Regions from separate parts of the Mus musculus genome. Here region 1 is linked to region 2. The links are chromatin contacts, called in public HiChIP or PLAC-seq maps. All regions are on one chromosome and are shown on one strand. Each heading gives the region's core, a stretch centred on a gene start, on an enhancer-like site or on the middle of the called end of the contact. The rest is flanking DNA. Distances are from core to core; before and after follow the strand shown. Region 1 holds the start of Snhg5 (small nucleolar RNA host gene 5). Region 2 holds the start of Mthfs (5, 10-methenyltetrahydrofolate synthetase).

What was found. HiChIP or PLAC-seq counts read pairs in DNA pulled down with a chosen protein or histone mark.
Region 1: a contact with region 2 is called in an H3K4me3 HiChIP or PLAC-seq map of stem cell-derived neural progenitor cells, with 4 times the contacts expected there. The contact joins the promoter of Snhg5 here to the promoter of Mthfs in region 2. A contact is called at or near these places in 2 of 115 datasets of contacts at active chromatin or transcription factors (embryonic stem cells and stem cell-derived neural progenitor cells).

The regions. Positions count from the first base shown.
Region 1 is chr9:88,521,314-88,526,791 of GRCm38.p6, reverse strand. Snhg5 (small nucleolar RNA host gene 5) reads left to right here and starts at 3,895. Exons shown (of 5, transcript NR_040721.1): 1 at 3,895-4,308; 2 at 4,411-4,485; 3 at 4,817-4,874; 4 at 5,076-5,142; 5 at 5,344-5,478. LOC115487267 (a small nucleolar RNA gene) reads left to right here and starts at 4,924; the gene lies at 4,924-4,995. It overlaps LOC115487269 (a small nucleolar RNA gene), which reads left to right and starts at 5,192; the gene lies at 5,192-5,263. It also overlaps the pseudogene Gm22985.
Region 2 is chr9:89,208,184-89,212,916 of GRCm38.p6, reverse strand. Mthfs (5, 10-methenyltetrahydrofolate synthetase) reads right to left here and starts at 1,727. Exons shown (of 3, transcript NM_026829.2): 1 at 1,606-1,727. The coding sequence starts at 1,722.

The DNA.
Region 1 (5,478 bases), core at 2,646-5,145, 690 kb after region 2:
TTTGCGCAGTGGCAGTATCGTAACCAATGAGTTTTATCCAAGGCGTGATTATTGCTAATTGAAAACTTAAGACCTCTGAATGAAAGCTTTGCCACTCCTTATATATAATAGGCTCTGATTTTGTTTTAAGTATAGATGTTCCTCAGCACTACAATTTTTTTTTTTTGAGACAGGGTCTCTCTGTATAGCTCTGGCTGTCCTGGAACTCACTCTGTAGACCAGGCTGGCCTTGAACTCAGAAATCTGCCTGCCTCTGCCTCCCAAGTGCTGGGATTAAAGGCGTGCGCCATCACTTCCCAACAGCACAACAAATTCTTAGCATTAGCGAAGTAGTATGGTCCAGGACATCTATCAGACTCAAAGATCTTGAGAAAAATGCCACTGCCGGACTTGCTGTTTATAGGCGGAGTATGAACAATTTAAGCTTAGCCCCAACTAGATTATAAATAAATGAGACTCAGACTATGGTTCTTTTATTTGGCTTTGACAATTACTGGGGAGGTGACCTTTAATCTACTCCTCCAACTGCTGGCCTGGCTACCTCCCCAGCGCTGTAGCCCAGGTACTCACTGTTTCTCCTGGTCCCGTGCTCATGGTTCCCCTCCCCTCATGAGGCTTTCTCCTCTTTCTCCCTTGTTCTTCCTCTTTATCCCTTGTCTCCCCCCCCCCAATCCAACCAAGTTACTCCAAATTCACCTATCTCTAACCCCTCCAGCTTTCAATCAAGAAACAAAGTTTGCACAACGAAAACTTGTAAACATGAGAAGTCACGCCTAAGCCTAGACCTTCAGATAGAGAATTCGGCATTACAATACATAGCAATGGACTAAACCTCAACAATAGGATGCCTGTGGCCAGCTCACGTTGCCAGGGCCCTGTGACCTGACAAGGTCAATGCAGGATACTGGGCTTTCATGGCCTGAGATGCAGATTACATCCTTGGATACACTTGGGGCCCCTGTCAGAAGTCTAGACCTGGTGGGAAAGAGGCATGACCCAGAGAGGCCTCTTAAGCCAAGATGGCCAGTTGAATAGGAGTCATTTTTGTGTGTAATTTCAATTTTTGAAGCCTCATATATTTGACCCCATAAATGGTTTGTCCTGAGCAACTTCACAGGGCTATGGAGAGGATTAAATAACACCATGCCTGCAAAGCTCTATGCAAGGAAGGAGCTGTGGAGACCAGGCCTGGTAGGCAAAACACACCCGCTGTCACTCACAGACCGGCTGGAAGTGTGAAAACCCCGAGGCTCTGGCATTTGATGGACTATAGAACCTCCATGTTCAGCACCCATGTCCCAGAAGCTGGGGCCAAAGCCAGAGTGTCCTCCTTGGTTGACACTCCATATGACAGTCTTGCAGGTACCTGGCCTACCCACCAGACGTTAACCCACCCTGGGTGAAGCGTGCTAACAGAACTAGAGGAGTCACCAGAACATCAACGCTCTCTCTCACCACCATAGGCTTTAAGGGGCAGCGAGGAACCATTAGGCTACTGAGGAAGAGCCATTTCATCAGCCACACCTGCTCGTACATCGAGGCGTGGCTGTTTGACAGAGGATGGCAAGCAGGGAAGTGTCTTGGGAAGCAAAGAGATGCTGTCAGGCTTCACACACTCTCTTCTGGACACCAGTCAGTGAGCCCCCTAAGGGATGTTTATCCCCCCCCAACCCCAGGGAAACCCCACAGCCAACCTTTCTTCCAGCCAAGCCTTCTAGACAGACCCCGGGGCTTGGCAGGTTTGCAGAAGTTGTCTAACTAACCCTAATTGGGTTTTGTTTATCAGCTTGACACAAGCTAAAGTCATCTGGGAAAAGGGACCTCGGGTGAGAAAATGCTTCCTTCAGATTGGTCTGTAGACAAGTCTGGCTGGCTTTCTTGGTTACCGATTAATGTGGGAGCTCTGTGTTGCCTGTGGTCCTTAGGCAGTATTGACCTGGGTTACACAAACACACACACACAACTAAGCTGCAGCTATTCATCTATGATCTCTGCACGAGTTCCTGTCCTAACTTCCCTTCATGGTGGACTAGAGAAGTTTTAAGTTGAAATAAACCTTTCCCTCCCCAAGTTGATTTTGGTCATTATGTTTATCATAGCAACAGAAAGCAAACTAAGGGGCTGGAGAGATGGCTCAGTGGTTAAGAGTACTGACTGCTTGTGCTGAGTTCAATTCCCAGCAACCACATGGTGGCTCACAACCATCTGGAATGGGATCCGATGCCCCCTTCTGGTGTGTCTGAAGACAGCGACAGTGCATTCATATAGATAAAATAAGGTGAGCCTTTAAAAAAAAAGAATAAAAATACATATTAAAATCATTTTGAAGATAACATTCATCTAAAAACTTTAAAAACCTAATACTGTAGCTGTGGAGATGGTTCTAATAGATAAAGCATTAGATTTGCAGGCCTAGGGACTTATAATTGTTTGAGTCCCAGAACCACATAAAAATGTTAGTTGTGGCCCATGCTTATAATTTCTGAGCTGGAAGGCAGAAACAGAAGGATCTCCTAGACTTGTGCTCAGCCAGTCTAGCCTGATTCCTGAGCTCCAGATCAGTAAGAGGCCCTATCTCAAAAGGGAATAAATGGTGCTTGCGAGGATAACACCTAAGGCTGCCCTTCAGCCTCTGCATGCATGTGTGTACCTGGGCACATAGATTTAAAAAGAACCAAATTAAGACCACAGGCTTGAAATGTAGCCCAGAGGCACAGTCCTTAACCAGATGCTGTGACAAGCTTTTACCATGTGATTCTATTCCCTACCTTCTTTCTATGGCAAACCTTATGTGATGTTCTTACCCAAACGGCTTTTATTCACTTATTACCATTACTATCACATGTGTGCATGATGTGTGTGAGGGCATGCATGCCACAGTCTATAAGTATGGTGATCAGAGGATAACTGTTAATGTAAACTGACAGCAAATGCACACATAATTAGTAAAAAATGCTACAAAATAAAGACCCGAGCTTCCAAGTGCTAAAATATCCAAATGTGTGTATCCATACATTTAAATTACTTTGAATTATATATTTGACCTTTGAAGTCTTAAGTTTTTTTCTGCAGATAATTTAGAAGGGAGAAACTTAAAAAATAGCAAAGGATAGCTATGTGACCTTAGGCCAACTGGCGGCTTTTGACTTGCTTTCTCCTCTGTGAAACGGAATGTTTAACTTCTCAGCATTCTGACAGTATAACTGTCACTAGTGTCTGTTTCCCGGAGTGGGAGACTTGGGGGGGCGGGGGAATCTGGTGTTGGACCTGGTTGAGCGCCCAAGCAGGCGTTGGATAAGCCTGCACTGGACAGCATGGCTGTCTGCAGACCAGCGGCACCCCCAGAATGCAGGAAGGATAAACGGAGAGCTTTTCGGTTTTCACCCGCGTAATTCTGTCCTCCCAGGTCCCTTCGGCTGCCCCGCTGAATACACAAGCGCAGCGCTGGCCACCGTAGCAACCAAGCTTCTCCACCAGCGGCGCTCAAAGCTGCCTGCGCGGCGAAGTCAAGGCCACTCCCTGCCGCCGACCGTCCGTGTCGACTAGGCTCGAAGCAGGCGGTGACCTCGCCTCCAACTGCGGCAGTTCGTTTGAATTCTGGCGCCACTCCCACGCCACGTCGAGCTGAGCCACCCCGCCAGACTCGGAAGAGACCGGTGGCGGCGAGCCAGCGGGAGCGCGCGCAGCAACGGAGATGCACGCGGCGGCGGGCGGGCGGCGCGCACCACGCCCCGGAATGGCCTGTAAAAAAAAAAAGAGGTCCAAGGCGCGCGCTCCCACGCGTTGCTTCATGAAAAGCCACGCCCCCACGTACTCTCGCGTCCAATCAGTGACAGAGGGAGGGGCAGCCTCGATCTCGCACAAAGGAGACTATAAAAGGAGCTGCGGTGAACCGGGCTCGTTCTTTTACGACGGAGCCTAAGATATTCTTTGTCTTGTCGGTGAGTGAGTTACAGTCGGATGACCAAGTGAAATATAGGGGTGCAACGAGGATTTGGAGGCTTCTGAGACTTGAACTTAGGGTACTGGTGTAAACTTCCTCGGAGAAGTGCGCAGCAGCTAATGATATTTCGGGATTGGAGTCTGGGCCCCAGTGAGATTCGTACTAAGCGGCCTGACTGAAGGCCGCATGCGTTCTAGTTCCTGAGTCCCCGCGTGGGTAGGTTTTTACAGCAGGGTTTGCAGCCTTTTGTGCTGTTCCGAAGGTACTAGAGTCACCGAAAGAGACATCCTATTATATGCACGTTCACAAGGACAATGGCGCCATTGTTCTTCGCGTCTTCAAAGCAGCTACAAGAAGAAACCAAGGTAAAGGCGATGCAGCTTCTATATTTTAAGAATATTGTTATAGTGCAATAGGAAGTGATGTGTGATGCTTAAATTTTGTTTTTTGATTTTTCATTATATTAGATGGAGGGGAGCCCAAAGCATCTGAGAGAATTGATAAATGAAAGAAACATGCTTAAAACATGACCGTTTTAAAGGGTGTGTATTGAAGCCTAGATTTTTTCCCTTGTAAGCATGCAAACATACCGTTGTGAAGTAAGAATCCGGGTTCCTGGAAATGTATTGTGAAGTAGTCCTGGCCAAACTACTCTGGCCTTTGCAATTTGGAGTGACTGTTGTGAATGCATGGTGTACAAATTGATTGTACAAACAGTTGTGAGACATACCGGGTCAGAACAGTGATGAAATACATCCCGAAGATGATGACCTGAAGATAAATGCAGCTTCTGAGAGAAGACCATTGTGTTTAAGTGGTAGTCTTGTTAATGCAGTTCTTACTCATAGCATGTCATGGTACCTCTTTCTGTAGTGAATGCTGACCAGTGAGATGCCAGCCTGCGTGTGAAGATCCTACAGCAGAAGTGCATGTGAGTGGTGCTCTGTTTTGTTTTCTGCTGAGCTTACTGTCGTTGGTCTAGTCTATGATGATCCTATCCCGAACCTGAATTCCTGTTGAAAAACCATAATTACGGATCTGGCTTCTGAGATGGACCATTGCAAAGGACTATTGTGTTCTTCTTTAATGTTGGCAATGACGTAATGCCTGTGTTTTTGTTTTTATATTTTAGGGCCAGTGACACAAGAACTTGCGAGAGATGCCAGTCCGCCTGTGAAGATCCTGCAGCAGGAGTGCATGTGAGTGGTGCTCTGTTTTGTTTTCTGCTGAGCTTACTGTCGTTGGTCTAGTCTATGATGATCCTATCCCGAACCTGAATTCCTGTTGAAAAACCATACTTACGGATCTGGCTTCTGAGATGGACCATTGCAAAGGACTATTGTGTTCTTCTTTAATGTTGGCAGTAACATAATGCCTGTGTTCTTATTTTTATATTTTAGAGCCAGTGACACAAGACGTGCGAATGAAAACTAGATGTGACCATCCAGAAAAAGCATAGACAAAAAAATGCAGTCTTAGTACTGGGATGTTTGAGATGGGGTCTATCTACATGTCTCTAGCTGTCCCTATCAGGA
Region 2 (4,733 bases), core at 478-2,977:
TAGAAACTCTTTTGAATTTTAATTAAGTTAATTAAAATGAGGAGATTTTTCTCCCAAAATGTGCTATGTTTAAATATGCCTAAAATAAGTGTAAGACTCTAGAAGTTTGAACCAACCCCAGGTACCAAATCATGTTGAGTCAGACTTCCTTCTTGCTTCATGCTGAAGACACTCTTCTTACCTCTGTGGTCACAGAAACCATCAAAGTGAGCTTTGAGATTCCAAAAGCCCACAGCCTATGGCAGACCCAGGACTCTCACTACCTCCACCTTGTGGATAAGATGTAAGCGCTCAGCACCATGCCTGCCTGCCTGCCTGCCTGCCTGCCTGCCTGCCTGCTTCCAAGCTTCCCACCAAGATGATCACAGAGCAGCCTTCTGAACCTGTAAGCAAGCCCAAATGAAATGCTTCCTTTTATAAGTTGCTATGGTTATGGTGTCTCTTCACAGCAATAGAACAATAACTAAACCACAAGATATAATGCATAAATGAAAACATTGGTCTCTAGATTGGAACCCATAGGTATTGAGCAGAATGACAATAAAGTAATTAAAATTTGATTAATATGGACCAAATTGGAGTTGAAGATATTTTAATATACAATATATTTAAAAGTTGTGACTAGAGAGATGGCTCAGCAGTTTAAGATCACTTGCTGCTCTTGCAGACAACCTGGGTTCAATTTCCAGCACCCACATAGGGACTTACAACCTTCCTGAACTCTGTCTAGTTCCAAAGGATCTGGCACCCACTTCTAACCTAAGACACCAGGCACACACACACAATGGACTTACATACATGCAAGCAAAACACGAATACATTTCAACTACAAATAGTGCCAATCGTATAGGTATTTTCTTTAAAATAATTCCGTTGAGGATATACTCTTAAGGAAGCTGAGGAAAACTAAGTAAGAAAAGAGACAAAACAAGAAAATAAGGACCAGAAACAACCCCAACTCAGAAGCAGCAACCCAAGGTGTAATGCTGTGCAGTGAACGCAGCTAAGTCACAGCATCAACAGTTATCTCCCCTTAGATAAAACTCACAGTGGAGTTTTGCCAAAATAAAGGTACAGGCGATTTAAAACTCCTAGAAAAACAGACCCAAATTCCATGTATGTTCTAAGTATGGGCAAATAAAATACAGCGCATTTTTGAACAGTTGTATCACTGAGCCATATCCCCAGCCCTACAATGGTTCCATTTGTCTCCTTCCTCTGCTACATCCCTGATCCCTTAGGGGCTACAATCATGTTTGTCATCTGTATTACCCAACTCATAAAAAAAAAAAAAAAAAAAAAAAAGTTTACTAGGTGTTCAACACATGCGAATGGATTTCAATTAAACCGGAGAGTGATTCGACAGTCTCTACAGCTCCTAATGGCTGCAATGCCTTTCCTAGCAATAACAAAATAGCTCTGTGAATGACCAAACCTGCCCGGAAGCTCAGCTCGCTCCCTCACAAGCTCCAGGACCAGCGAGAGCCGCCCTTGCCTGCGGAGCGCGCTCCCCGGACGACGCGCACGCGCCCCCGGGGAGGTGCGCCTGCGCAGACTCGCGAGCCCACCCTTCCCGGAGTTTAACTCCCGGCAGTCTTCTCGCACCTTCTGCGTGAGGAGGAGAGACTGGCGCAGCCGTTCCTCCGCGCTCAAGGCCCTCAAGCGCTGCTTCAGCTCGGCCCGCAGGCCCCGCTTGGCACTGTTTACCGTGACCGCCGCCATTCCTGGCAAGCACCGCCCCGGCCACGCCCATCACCCTCGGAGCTTAAGGGGCGGGACTCCAAATCCCCTGCCTCTGTAAACCTGCAGAGGTGCACAGGCCACTTAGGCATCTGAGCAGACTCCCGTCCTGTGTTGGCAGATAACAGCATGGTGTGGCGTCCTTGACCCTTCCTGCTTGATAGCTGGGGACTGTGCACGTAGCCCAGTGTGCTTACCCTCTCTCTCAGACCACAAAAGGTCGCCATGCTTCTGCAGAGGGTCTAACAAAGGCTGTCAACTATACTCCAGGACTCGATATTCATCTAATTGTGGAGTACAGGGCTCGAGAAGCTTCAGAAGGGCAAAGCAAGCTAGACATGCCTATACATCATACCGGAAGGCTCTTGGTTCCTCCTGGTCAATGTAAAACATTCTCCTTTACCACCAAGTGCCTTCCTCTCCCTTTCAGTCAGTTGGCTCCTTACTGATAGATTTTGGGCCCGCTTTTATAACATATGGCAGGCCCTTTCTGGAGATGGATGTTCCCTCTCTGGACAGCTCAGGACTCAGTCAGACTGTTCCTTGTTATAGAAGTATTTAACCGCTGTTGCCATCTGCTGTTTAGAGACAGATAATGCCTTTTTCTAACAGGACGTTTGACTGAGAATGGAGCAGAGAACAAAGTAAGTAGATTTGAGAAGCACTGACTCAGATTTACCACCCCATGTTACAGTGCAGTACCCGAGGACTGATTTTTTGAGAGTTAATTTTTCAGAGCTGCGGAGATAGTTTAGTTGGTAAAAAGACCAACTACACCAGCACGAGAGAGCTGAGTTCAGATCTCTGGCACCTGTGTTAAGGGATATGTAGTTCAGTTCCGTAAGATCTAAGTGCCTGGAGACAAAGCAAGGTGGGAGAGAGAGAACATAGCTGAATAGAATCTTATCATGAACAGTAAACAAACGCTGGATTCACTTACATCTACAGACCATGTCAGTGTGCCAATGTAATATCCATTCACCAATAGTTGAACATGAGTGTGGTGTATGAATTCGTTTCGACTGAAAACATGTGAGACATGGAGAATCCTGAGCCATCCTTAGACCTAGGGAGTCCTAATGGTTATCTTAACATCATCCTCAGGTGATTCCCTACCCATAATAATGTTTGAGAATCACCACCATAAACCAATGTATTCATCAACTATTAATTAGCAGGAATAAATAGAACTTAGCATGGATATAGTCCTGGGTTTTATCACCAGCACTATACCAAATAATAATAATAATTATTATTATTATTATTATTATTATACATGTTAAATTGTTGCTGTTAAATTCTGAAGGCAGGGCTTTTCTGGATATTCATGACAATTATATGTGGCTCCCTACATAGACACATCCCTTCAACAATAAATAGGTAGTCTAGCAGCATAACCCAGGGGTAAAGTATGTACAAGGCTCTTGGTTTGATCACCAGGACTGCAAAAAATGATAGCTTTGATAAAAATATATGTTACATACGTACATTTTCTTTGAGGATTTATTTGTACCTATAACTGCGTGCAGTCTTAGTGTGTAAAGCTCTCTAGGGTCATAAATCTGCATGTTCTATCACAGTAATGATATATTTTGTAAAATGCTGTGTAGTGCCCATGCTGAGAGGAAGAAAAGAGAAGAGAAGAGAAGAGAAGAGAAGAGAAGAGAAGAGAAGAGAAGAGGAGGAGGAGGAGAAAGAGAAGGAAAGAGAAAGAGAAAGAAAGAGAAAGAGAAGAGAAAGCTGGCCAGGAATGCATGGTGGGGGGGGGGGGGGGAGGAGACAGAGAGGCCAGAGGCAAGGTCCTCAGAGAGAAAGCAGAAAGGATCAGAGGGAGCCCCTAGAGGCCAAACAGTCCTTTTATAGCAAGCCAGGCTCCTGACTTGAGACCCTGACTCAAAACAAAAGCAAAGAAACCTTGCATAAAATATCTTGACCTTGGTGGCACACACCTCTCCTCTCAGCACTCAGAAGACTGAGGCAGGAAGACTATGCTGATAGGATCGTGCTGTGCTACACCTTGAGAAATGTGTCTTCAAACACAAACAGTTTCAAGGTTTGAAGGTGAAATTCCCCCAACCACAGTCTCATGTCTGAACACTTGGTCCCCTATATGGTGGCACTGTTCCAGGGTGTTGTGGAACAGTTCTAACAAGTGACTGACTCACTGTGGGTTTCAGAGCTCAAAAGTGATTACTGGGTCTGACTCACCTCTGTAAGATTCTAATTAACTTCCTACCTGGTCTTCTTGCTTATTCCTTCCCACTTCTCCAGTTTAAAGGTGGCAATAAAATAGAAGACCATGCTGTTTATGATATGGTGGCATTGCTATGCACAAAGCCTGGAGGCTCGACCTCCAGCACCACACAAACTGAATGTGGCAATAACATGTCTGTAATCCTAGCCCTCACGATGTGGAGACAGAAAGACCAGAAGTTAAGTTCATTACTGACTTGCCCAGGGTCTTCATCCCTTCAGTGAGGAATCACCTCCAAGGTACTGTTCATAATTGAGATTCCTTGTAAAGATTTACCTGGCCTTGGAAAGAGGGGATCTTTCTTCACAGGAGCTACCAGTAGCCTCAAGGGAAACATAATGCAAGTGATCTAGACCAAAATAGAGGATTTCTATATATTGCCATCAAATTTGATCTAAAAATTGGAGCAGGGTCTTAACGAAAGATAGTTTTCTCTCTGTGTCTTTTTCTGCCTCTGTCTCTCAGGCTCTCTGTCCATATGTCTCTCTCTCCATCTGTTTCTGTCTCTCTCTCACACAAATCGAGTTTAATAATGGCTTGATATTCCTTCATTTAGCTGCTTTTGTTCAAACCTCTCCAGTTTCTTCCTCTAGGAGCAGAAAGAACAGTGATCCCTTCTTGACTATTAGAAAGTCAGACTGATGACATATAACCTGATTGTTGACTATGACTTGACTTGGGGAAAATGAATTCCACTTTTTGTGTCTTGCCATGGGACAAATGTGGGTTGGCAAGAGAA